3 separate regions of the Zea mays genome follow, and all the other regions are linked to region 2. A link is a contact called in public Hi-C data. All regions are on one chromosome and are shown on one strand. The core of a region is the stretch at or near the end of the contact, and the rest is flanking DNA. Distances in the headings are between cores, read along the strand shown.

Region 1 (3,457 bases), core at 330-2,829, 340 kb after region 2:
AAGAAAGAAAGGAACACGAGTGTTCTAACAGATCGCATTACCTCGTATGTAACTGCATCTGCTAGAGCCTGTATGCGATCAATACGCGCAAATTTCCCTGGGAACCTGGAGAAGGCAGGTTCACCGCCGCGGCGTGATCTGAATGCAACCGTAATGCTGCGTCCATCCTCACCGAGATTATGGACGGAGGCTTGCAAGCAAGGAGTTGAAGCGGCAACCTCGCCCTGGCTGTCGCATGCTCTCACGCAAACCGTGTCTCCAGGGGAGAGTCTGGTTGCAGGAAGTCTGTGGCTTCCCTCGGCTCTGAATAAGACTAGATGTTGACCAGTTAATCCTGCACCAGTGGAAACATGAGTCACTGACCAAAGGTTAATTAATGAAACCAAGTAAAAAGAAAGAAAAAAAGCATACCGGTTGAGCTGCTGATGACTCTCAAATTGCAAATGGTGTCACCATCCTCTTGGGCCTGACCATGAGCTACCACTGGCTTTTTCGGCATTCCATCCATCACTGTACCGGCGGCACTCACCTCATGATCCTGGGCCAGTTCCAGCTCCGCATCTCGTTCTAGCCGAAGAAGGCCGGTCATTTGCTGAACAAAGCCATCGATTCTAGCCTGCATCAGCCTCGTCTTCTCCAAGCTGACGCCAAGCGTGGTGTGCAGAACAGGAGCAGTAGACCGGCGTGCGGCCGTCCGATGCTCCGCCGATCTAGCCATCTCTTTCAGAAGCGCCCACGAGCGTGTAGAGCGCCAGTCATCATCAACAAGAAGGCCCTCTTGTTACCGCCGCAGCAGGACATCGCGGAGCTCTCTCTGGAAGTTGTCGAACAGCGTGGGGTAGTGAGCGGAGGCCGTGCGGCACAGAGCGTCCTGTCCCTTGGGCATGGGAGTGGCAGAAAGGTGTGCCTGTGCCTGCGCTACAAACCCCGCGTGGGCCGCGTGCCCACCATCAGACCACAGGAATGCCTTGTTACCTTGTGTCTCTGGCTGGTCTGAGGAAGCGAATTCAGAGGCCATCTGGCGCATGCCCTGCTTCAGCCAGTGCACCACGTGTTGCCCCAGCTCCTTTCGCCCAAGGGGGTCGCCGCTCTGCGCCGTCCTAGTCGACAACTCCGACGACGATGGTGCACGCACGCCTTGGTTGGGCGCTGTTTTCTTCCCCTTCCTTGGTCTTCTCCTACTTTCCTTGGTTTCGACGATGGCGTTGTCGTCACGGCCGCCATGGCTGCTGGTGGGATAGGAATGGCGACCAACAAGTGCTGACAGTGCTCGCTCGTAGGGCACTGCAGGTGAGACTAGTCGGAGATGACCTGAATGGTAACAACTGGTTGGGGAATAATCAGGCAGTGGAAGCAGCTTCAGTTCTCTCCTTCTTTGGGGTCGCACGGGGGCATAATAAGAAGAAGAAAACTGGGACGTAAAATGCCGATGATGAGGTGACATGGTCGGCCAAAGCTAGCAATGGCGGAAGCAGGAGAGCTAAGGAAGGGAATGAGCTGAGCATGCAAGTTAACTTCGATGAGGCATATGCAAGCAAGTGGCCCGCAGCCCGCCAACACAGGCTTCAGCTCCTGTGGTCGACATAATGCTACGTACACGTCGTTGCCTTAAAAACATCATCATGAATTGGTGGATGGCGGGGCACTGAATTTGTCCACAGCCCACCAAGCTATTTTATGGCAAGAATTTGTCCACACACCGATCTCACGGCATAGAGTTTGGAAGGAGAACACAGCAGGAGACCGGGAGCATCTGCAGTAGTTCGTTCTCTAGATAGATTTCTAAATATAAATTTAAGAAGTTGTTATTAGAAATGGTCCTCCAACGATTATATCTAGAAGAGGTTGTTGAAAAAATAAGCCTTATCACATTAGATACGTAGTCAACACGATTAGTTGCATGCATTAGCTAGTTAGTGGGTTAGTGGCAGCGATTGTGGTCGCATGAGCTTCTGTGGACGCCATGCAATAGTGGGTTAGTGGCAGCGAGTCGCACGCATGCCTGAGGACGCGGACGTACTCGCGGTATGCGGACGTGGGATGGACACGTCAATACTGTACATCGTGGAGACGCTCGGACTCTACTTGTACTCCTTTGCTTTTGTTATAAAGTGCATTAGAAAACGTCGCAAGAATTAGCGGCACAAATTCTCTTGAGTCCATCCAGTGCTTGTGAGTTTGTTTGGTTTTCATTTCTAACACTTGGTATCAGAGCTAAGTTCGATACGTCATGTCAGCTCCAACGAGAGAGCGTTCCCTGACTCCGCCTCATCGTCGACAATGGAGATCGCCACCGCATCGGCGCAGGAACGGTGGCGACGGCGAGCGAGTGGTTGAGAGGATCGTGGAGCGGATCTCATCAGCCGGACCCACGACATACCCCATGCTGACCAAGACAAACTACAACGACTGGGCGCTTCTCATGAAGATCAAGTTGCAGGCTCGGTGCCTCTGGCGGGCCATCGATCTGGGTGATGACGTCAGCGAGCCGGAGGATAGGCTGACACTAGACGCATTGTGCAGTGCCATCCCGCCAGAGATGGTGTCCACACTCGCCGTCAAGCTGACAGCGAAGCTGGCGTGGGAAGCTGTCCGTATCATGCGGATAGGCGACGACCGCGTGAGGAAGACGACTGCGCAACGCGTACGCCGCCAGTATGAGGAGCTGGCGCTCAAGGAGGGTGAGGGCGTGGAAGACTTCTCTCTACGCCTCACCAACATCGTCAGCCAGCTCGCTACACTGGGTGACCCTGAAGATCCTACGAAGGTCGTCGAGAAATATCTGCGCATCGCTCGCGGAAGGTACAAACAGCTTGTTGTTTCCATGGAAACTTTGCTTGACATCTCTACCCTGTCTATCAAGGAGGTCACTGGACGTCTCCTGGCGTCCAAAGACGACCCGGAGTCCAAGCAGAATCTAGACTCCGGGAAACTGTACCATAGGGAGGAACAGTGGCTCGAGAGGTACAAGGCTAAGGAGCAGGAGAACAGCCGCACAGGTGGCGGGTCCAGGGGCCGCGGCCGGCGTCGTCCAGCAAGAGGCAAGGCCCGCGGCAGTTCAAGCTCGGAGACGCGAGATAAGAGCACGCCGCCGGCACGCAACTCCGACAGGTGCTGCTACTGCGGCATTATTGGCCATTGGGCCAGAGAGTGCCGTAACAAGAAGCCAGACGAGCAGGCCCAGGCTCATGTTGCTCAGGAAGGTGAGGACACACTCCTCCTTCTTGAGAGCTGCATCGAGGTGCCCTCCCCGACATGCGTCGAGGGTAGCCGAGTGACGCGGCAATCACGTGCCGCTGATGGTGTCCATCTCAGCAAACACAAAGTGTTTGCTGTCTTGGACAACGCAAAGGAGGAGTGCGCGGCGCTGGATCTTTGACACCGGTGTGTCGAACCATATGACGGGGACGCGGGCATTCTTCTCCGACCTCGACACAAACATCGCGGGCACCGTGCG
Region 2 (4,017 bases), core at 1,122-3,621:
GAAGGAACCAAAGCGTTTAAGCGTTGTTAGTGCTCGAGGATGGACTGCCCCGAGCACCCGTTACCTTATTAACCTAGGACACGAGGGGCCCTAGGAATTTAGTTTTATAAGGGCCCTAGAAATTTAGTCTTATAAGTGCCCAGGGACACGAGGAGTCCTAAGGACTCATACGAGTGCCCCTTGTCATAAAATGTCCTGAGGTCTTTGGCTTATAAGTGCCCCGAGAGGATCCCAAGGACTCATACAAGTGCCCCTTGGCACAGGATGCCTCGAGGTCTTGGTCGCATGGTTACTCCGAGGCATGGAGGGCTTGCGACACAAGGTGTCTTGGGGACTTAGGATATTTTACCTCTAGAAGGTCCTAGGGCACTAGGCGCCCTAGGCCTCATAGCACCTAGGTGGCTCGGAAACCATCTGTGCCTTCTAGCAGCCGAGGAGTCATCCTATCTAGATACTTCTATATAATGTCAGAGTCAGGCCTCTCCCTTGGCTGAGACGGTGGGCCCCAAAGTCAGTCTCTCAAGCCAAGATTCTCGAGTGCGTCTTAGCGGCAGCAGGAGGTATGGCCTTCCCCAAACACTAACAACCCCAAAAGTGTTCTTGTAGTTTTCACATGCATTAATAGATTCCCTAATTATTCAACATCGCGAGATGCACTATATATGAAACATCCATAGAAGTCAACATCAAATGAACAAAGGATTTTTCAAGCCATGAGCACATTCGACCTTTGATTAAATATAAGGACGCCCCAGATATGACCTAGAGCATCTCCATTAGTTCTCTTAAAAAAGCCCTTTAAACTCTGATTTAGCAAGTTGCTAAATATATATTGGGAACAAAAACAACCTTAGCCTCCAACGGTTCCCAATTCTTAGGTTGTTAAATATTTTTAAATTATGCTAACTCGATGGTAAATTCATCATTTCTACAGCTTAGATCATTTAAAATGTATCACTTGTACACGTGTGCGAACTCGATGTTAGACAAGTGATTTCACGGTGTGATTGATGAGCAAAACAGGCTATTGAGAGTGCGAAACAACTCCCAAGACCCCAAGTTTAGGGACTAAATAAGGATATTTAAGAAGTTGGTATATTTAGGGATCTCATTTAAGGAACTGTTGAAGCATGATTTTTGGTTACTAACACCCTAAATTAAATTTAGGAAGTTTTTTTGGGAACTAGTGAAGATGCTCTAAGAACTGCGCGGCAAGAGTTGCCCTAAATAAATAGAAAAAATTACTCAGTGCCTCATAGCTATTGGTGAACTATTGACACGAGACAACAGCAACACTCAAGCAGGTACTTTCTAGTATTGATGATTTAGGGTGTGATGGCAAGGGGAAGATACATGCAATAATCCTAGCTATGTTCCTCCAATATGGTTATCATTTGCCCTTTGCAGGACATCTGACAAGGGTCACAAATGCAGAGACACTGTGGGTGTAATTGTTCAGATTCAGTGAAACCTGTGACCAATGGTGCTGACTAAATAAATCCTGCACTGGTAGAATTTCAGTGCAGGTGAACATTGAGATTCTTCATTAGCCAGGCTCATGAAACAGCCTTCTACTCTCTGTTCCTGCACATTTCCGGGCATACCTGTTTTGAACCGATTTGAGACGGGGGCAGTGCTGTGAACCCTAAATTTAATTGTTGATACTCAGCCTTTCTTGAAAGGCTTAGGTTTTGTACACAAGATAAGAGAAGAACACCGCACCGATAATTGCTTGGAGTCAAATTAAATAAACATATAATGAACAGAGGATGTTCAACACTGACCCCCTTGGAAAACTCGATCCTAACAGGCGCCCCAGCCAGGCGAGCCCCCTGGAGCTCCCGCACCGCGGCCACAGCGTCCCCCTCCCGCAGGAAGCTCACGAACGCGAAGTTCCGGCCGGGTTCGCGGGCAACACCCTCGACGTCGCCGCACCGGAGGAACAGCTCCGACAGGTCGGACGCCGTGACGCTGGGCGCCAGGCCACCCACCCACAGGTGCCGCGACGGCGGTGCCACTCCCCAGCCCGACGCCCGACGCGGTAATGGGAAGTACGGGTTCTCCTCGACGCGGACGCCGTGACGGACTGGCCGCTCGTCGCCCAGCGGGCCGCCGCCGAACCTCCCCCGTCCACCCGGGCCGCGGCGGCCCCTCGCCATCTGCAAAAACCGGTCGAGATTGATCAGGACAGCTGCAGTTTAACACGAACGTGAGAGATAAAGGATGGAGCTGTACCATTGGCCGCGGCGAGCGGCGGGCAGCAGCGAGCGGCGGGCGGCGGCAATCGAAAGGTTAGGGTTTGCGGTTCGATGGGACGGATGAGGAAGCCGAGAATGGTTTTTCTCTTTAATTTTTTTGTCGATTTCAATCACGGACCCTGATGTATCGAGAAATTTGGAATTTTTTAGTCCATTAAGGGCTATTTGGCAACTAATTTTTTAAAGGATTTTTATTTTTTAAAGAAAATTAGTTTATTTTAAATTGAAAAAAAATGAGAATCACTTAGAAAACTAGAGTTGCCAAATAGTCCTAAAAGAATCTTCTGGTTTATAATTGCCTATAATTACCACCGAGTCTTTGACTTGTGAGTTCATAAATGTGGTATGATAACAATTTTGCAAAGCCAATTCTTTATAATGGCAAAAATCAAATCTCTCCTAATATATCATGTTTGTACCTCTCTATATGGGTGTGAGTAAATAAAAAATTACTATGAATTCAGGTGTAAGGCCATCTCCAGCAGATCATATATTACATCACTATCGTATTTTTTATTTCAAACTTCACTCTGCAAATAGTGTCAAATAATATCGCGTCCCCTATTTTGCACCATCCATCGAAAACAGCCTAAATAAAAATAACGATCATAGTTAAGTGGTGTTTGGACTGCTTCACTCACGAAAATCGACTCAACTTCACAAAACTTGAGCCAAACATTTCAGACTTCAACTCAGCTTCACCAAAAAATGTGAAGTTGGGACTAGCTTTACCTTTTTTTATAAAGCAACAAAAAGAGTATTTTTGCAACACTGTTTTTCAATATTCTTGTGAAGTTAGGGAATAATTATCCACCATTCCCACCGATTACATAGAAAAAAAACTATTCGTTCTTTTTCATCCACTTTCCCTAAGGCGCATAGCTCTGTTCCTTCAACAACCCTAGCCGATGTCTAGTAGGAACGACGTCGGAGATAGCTAGAGCCATGGGAAGGTACACTTGTAATTGTTTGTGATTGAAGAGGAGCAATGATAAAAACTCGGCAGTAATTATTCTTTTTTGAACAATTGTATTTGACTCAAAAGTTCTTTTATTCTTATAATCTTCTTCCTTTGGTTTATCCTTCGGTAAAGGAATGAAGGTTTTCTATTATTAGTTGTGTTGCCCTATTTTGATCTATCTGAAGGTATTAAAACAAGTGACCAACATTAGCACCCACCGTCGGTAAACTCACGACTGCAAGCATCTTTTCGTCGTGCCTCTGAAAAAGTCTACAGCTCCTGCTACGGTTCTTTATCCCATTAATCAGAACTAGGATGAAGAAGCATGTCTTCTCGAGGCACAAAAGGAGAAAAGAAAGGTTGTGGGTCCTCCACCGAAAGATGGTCCTGATTTAGAATTTGAAAAACTGAAAGTTATCCATCAACAAATCGAGAACCAACGGGATAAGTTGTTTCGAGTTTCTCAACTACAAAACAACAAATTAGCGAAGCATCAGAATAATTGTGTCACATGACACAACAAAAAGAGCAATTTCAGGGTTCACACTACCAAAGAAATCGGGGTTTATTAAAACTCACTCGAGTTTAAAACCCTCCCGTGTTTTGAGGGATTGAGGCAGCCCTTCTATCGACGCGTGGACCACGAGCGTGGCTCCCACGAGAGCAGACAAAGAGCTATTATGGACACGAAATTAGTATTCGATCAAACTGAGCTGGTGAACTGCAGCCCCGTGTCGTCCTCCACCGCGCGACTCCCTCCGCACCCTCGCTCGACAACTCCTTTATGCTGCCGCATTG
Region 3 (3,539 bases), core at 101-2,600, 430 kb after region 2:
ACGGGGAATCGGGGATCGGGTCTCCATTGCCATCTCTAAGTGGGATTAGAGAGGATTGAGGAGGATTAAATCTCTTTCTATTCAAAATTGAAGAGGGGAGATTTATTCCCTTCCAATCCCTTTAATCCACTCTTAACCAAACAATCCCTAAATTGGATATTTTTGTCCTTGCCACAATGTCGTTTTGCATGTCAATATTTATCATAATACTTTTGTCACCACTAAGTTGTCCTTGTTTATTACTAGTAACTGCAAAGCTATTAGGCACTTTCCATTTCACAAATAAAATGTTATATTTCAATATTTGATTAAAAAATAAACATTATCTAGACACTGCACGTTGTTACTGTTTCTATTTATGATAGAGTATAGAATATAAAACACAAAGTCACAATACATACATATTATGTTGTCTAGGTGGGTGTGAATATGGCTTTAGAGTCAATAACCATTGTTCGAATCCTCATTTGTATGTAATTTTAGTCTTTTATCATTTAAATGTGAGGGGACAAGGAGAGGTGAATGGAAGGAGTGAAAAGTTTTTAGGCTTTGGAGTGAACTATTTTGGGCCAACATCAGGTTCTTTCTAGCCCTTGCGAAAATTGAATCTGGTCCAACATTATAATACCGTGTCCAACAGTTTATCTATATGATCATCTAAAACATTGTTTCACACTGTAGACTGCACTATTCACAGAGTGAAGTTTGAGTATTAGTATATGGATAAATAAATTGCTGAAGATAGACTAATCAATTGATCGAAGTACTAGTAATCTGAGCTGTATTTTAATAACATCAATAGTTTCTTATCCGGAAAGGTGATGACGTCTGGATCTAGACATGAACGTGCAAGACAATATTTTGCAAGCAAGGAACACAGCAAAAGAGCAGAATGAAAATGCCTAAACAATTGGAGAGGAGGCACCAATCAGTCTCTGTTCAGGTTGAGCGGTCACCTGTGCCGCCGTCCACTCCATTTTATATTTTCAGCAAGCAAGATCTGATTAATTAATTATTATTGTGTCAGCCCAATTGCCAATTTGGCCGCACCAAACAGACAGGAGAGTGACGAGCGAGAGCAAGAGGACAGAGGAGTGAGAAGCGCAAGTACAAAAAGCAAAAGGGCGATGAAATTTCCATGCTCCAATGATTGTGCAGTCACCAACAGCTCAGGATTTCATTCTACACCAATCAATCAAGATTAAGAAAGGATTTTTAAGAGGTGGGCTGTTATATGTCTCTGGGACGATGATGGCTCTACTGACTAACCAGATGCAGTGTTTATCAAGTCAGATGTAATTTTTCAATGACGGTGTCAGAAAAGGACATTGCTTTGCACTAACAAATATCATTACGGCAATAATGAAATGGGAGCCTTGCAGCTTGCGCCACCAGAGAGCTACTAAACACAATTCGATCGAGAGCGAGCGAGCGAGAGAGAGAGAGAGAGAGAGAGAGAGAGAGAGCAGGGCTGAAGAAGTTGGAGGAATCGCTGCCAGTGGAAAGCGGCAGCAGCAGAAGCAAGAACCAGCAAGAAAGGGGAGAGAGAAAGCCGAAGGACTTTTCCTCGGATTGCATCCTTCGCTTTTGAGGGAAGGAGAAGGACCCTCTCTGTCCTCGCGGGGGGCGGCAGGAGGAGCAGATGTTCCCGCCTGGCCTGATCCACCACCGCCCTGACGCTACCGCTCCCGGCGATGGGCCACCGCGCTCCGGCCCCGGTGGGCCGAGCCTTGTACTGACGGCGGACCCCAAGCCCAGGCTACGGTGGACGGCCGACCTCCACGAGCGTTTCGTCGACGCCGTGGCCCAGCTCGGCGGACCCGAGAGTGAGCTACCCTCTCCTCCCTCTCCAATCTCGCAACTTTGGCGGTCCTTGGTTTTGGCATTGGAATAGAGAGCATTGCGTGCTTGTTGCCTTGTTGGTTAGTGCATCCATTGGGTGTCTTCCTTGGTCTCTCGGTAGCCGAGATTTCGTGGCGCGCGCGAGGTTCCGTTCCGGATTGAGGATGCTTGCGCTGAAACCGTCGGAAAGTTTTGATCGTTAGTGTACAAATCCTGGAATTTAGGCTCGAGCTAAACGCAAGTCGTTTGGATAAGTGCGCCGTGCATTTGCGCTTCCGATGTCAGATCTAGCGTGCCCGAGGTAACATGGTATTTGGGGCGTGCATGAATGAAGTTTATCTGCTTTCTTGCTATGGAACATATTGAGAGATGTGGCCTGTGTTTCTGCTGCATGCAGAGAAGATGGGTCATGTTCATCGTGTCCGGTCATTATGTTATGGTGACCTGTATTGATGAAGGTTGATTAGTGTGGATTTTTTAACGTAATTGTTGAACGCAAAATGTGACATGCGGACTGTCCGCCCCGGGCAGGACGGCCCGCGGTGGTGACGCGGACGGTCGGCTTTCCGGATTTCGGCGCCAACAGTAATGTTGGCTGCTGGAAATTGATCTGTTGGGGCTAGCAAGAAGTGTATAATGTTTTCTCTGAGATACTCCTCTCTTCAAATTATAAGTCATTCTAGTTTTTTTAGTTTTTAGGTACATAGCTTTGCTATGCATCTAGACATACAGTTTATCTCAATGCATGGCTTTTGCTATGCATCTAGAAAAACCAGAACAACTTATAATTTAGAACGAAGGGATTGCTTATTATACACAAGCTTGGCTCTTGCATATTTGCACTCTATATAGTTTTTTATTGTTCAAATTTTAGGTTTCAAGCATTTTATTTCTGTAATTTTTTATATAGATTCATTTTTGGCGCCAAATATCCTGGAAATTCAGCTATAATGTCAAACATTCAAAACAAAGGAAGTATATGTTTCCTTGTCGTTTTGGTGTTCCACCGTTATTTTTTGTGTGAACTGGGGCAGAGCAGTCACCACTGCCACCGGGTCCATTTGGATGTCAAATTGTCCCTCCAAATGGTAGTATGCAATTAGTCATTTGCTATCACGGAACTAGGAGAGCACACTAATCTAAATTCTTGTTTCTTGTGTTTTGAAAATATTTTTAATGAATGAATAATTTTGCAGAAGCAACACCAAAAACTATCTTAAGGACGATGGGTGTCAAGGGTCTTACTCTTTTCCACTTGAAGAGTCATCTTCAGGTACTTCATCATGCTCACATGTTCCTCAAAAGTCTTAAAAACAACTGGTTCTAAATGTTTCTCATGTGATCAGAAATATAGGTTAGGTAAACAATCTGATAAAGAGGGGTCAGAGCAATCTAAAGATGGTAAGTTGTTATCCAGTTAATGTTCAATTCTTTCTGTGGTGTTTCTAATTTTTTTTATGATTTCAAAGTTCAATTTGAATCAACGCAACCTGTATTTTATTAACAGGTGCACTTTTTCTTTATGACACTCTGTATGATGTTTATTGCTATTATGATTGATCAATGGTCTCTATGTGTTAGTTTCCTTATTGTTTTTTGTGAAATGATATATCACCTATGTGTGAACATATAGTATGTAGTCTTTTATGAAAGATGGAAGTTGATGATAACTTTGTAAAGGAGAATCTGGTCTTTTC

Evidence for each region. A called contact is a pair of places that touch in the nucleus more often than the background predicts.
Region 1: a contact with region 2 is called in a Hi-C map of ear, with 4 times the contacts expected there. The contact joins the promoter of LOC103632538 here to the promoter of LOC100383418 in region 2. A contact is called at or near these places in 7 of 25 Hi-C or Micro-C datasets (ear, endosperm, leaf and 3 more) and 1 of 3 datasets of contacts at active chromatin or transcription factors (leaf).
Region 3: a Hi-C map of leaf shows a contact between it and region 2, with 2.9 times the contacts expected there. The contact joins the promoter of LOC100282824 here to the promoter of LOC100383418 in region 2. A contact is called at or near these places in 5 of 25 Hi-C or Micro-C datasets (bundle sheath, ear, leaf and 1 more).

What each region holds. Positions count from the first base shown.
Region 1 is chr7:87,402,153-87,405,609 of Zm-B73-REFERENCE-NAM-5.0, forward strand. LOC103632538 (DNA-binding protein SMUBP-2) reads right to left here and starts at 1,580. Exons shown (of 6, transcript XM_008654308.3): 1 at 412-1,580; 2 at 42-334. The coding sequence starts at 718.
Region 2 is chr7:87,057,047-87,061,063 of Zm-B73-REFERENCE-NAM-5.0, forward strand. It overlaps LOC100383418 (flowering time control protein FPA), which reads right to left and starts at 2,372. Exons shown (of 5, transcript XM_008654306.4): 1 at 2,236-2,372; 2 at 1,785-2,159. The coding sequence starts at 2,238.
Region 3 is chr7:87,484,286-87,487,824 of Zm-B73-REFERENCE-NAM-5.0, forward strand. It overlaps LOC100282824 (myb family transcription factor-related protein), which reads left to right and starts at 1,351. Exons shown (of 6, transcript NM_001412424.1): 1 at 1,351-1,826; 2 at 3,039-3,115; 3 at 3,189-3,243. The coding sequence starts at 1,643.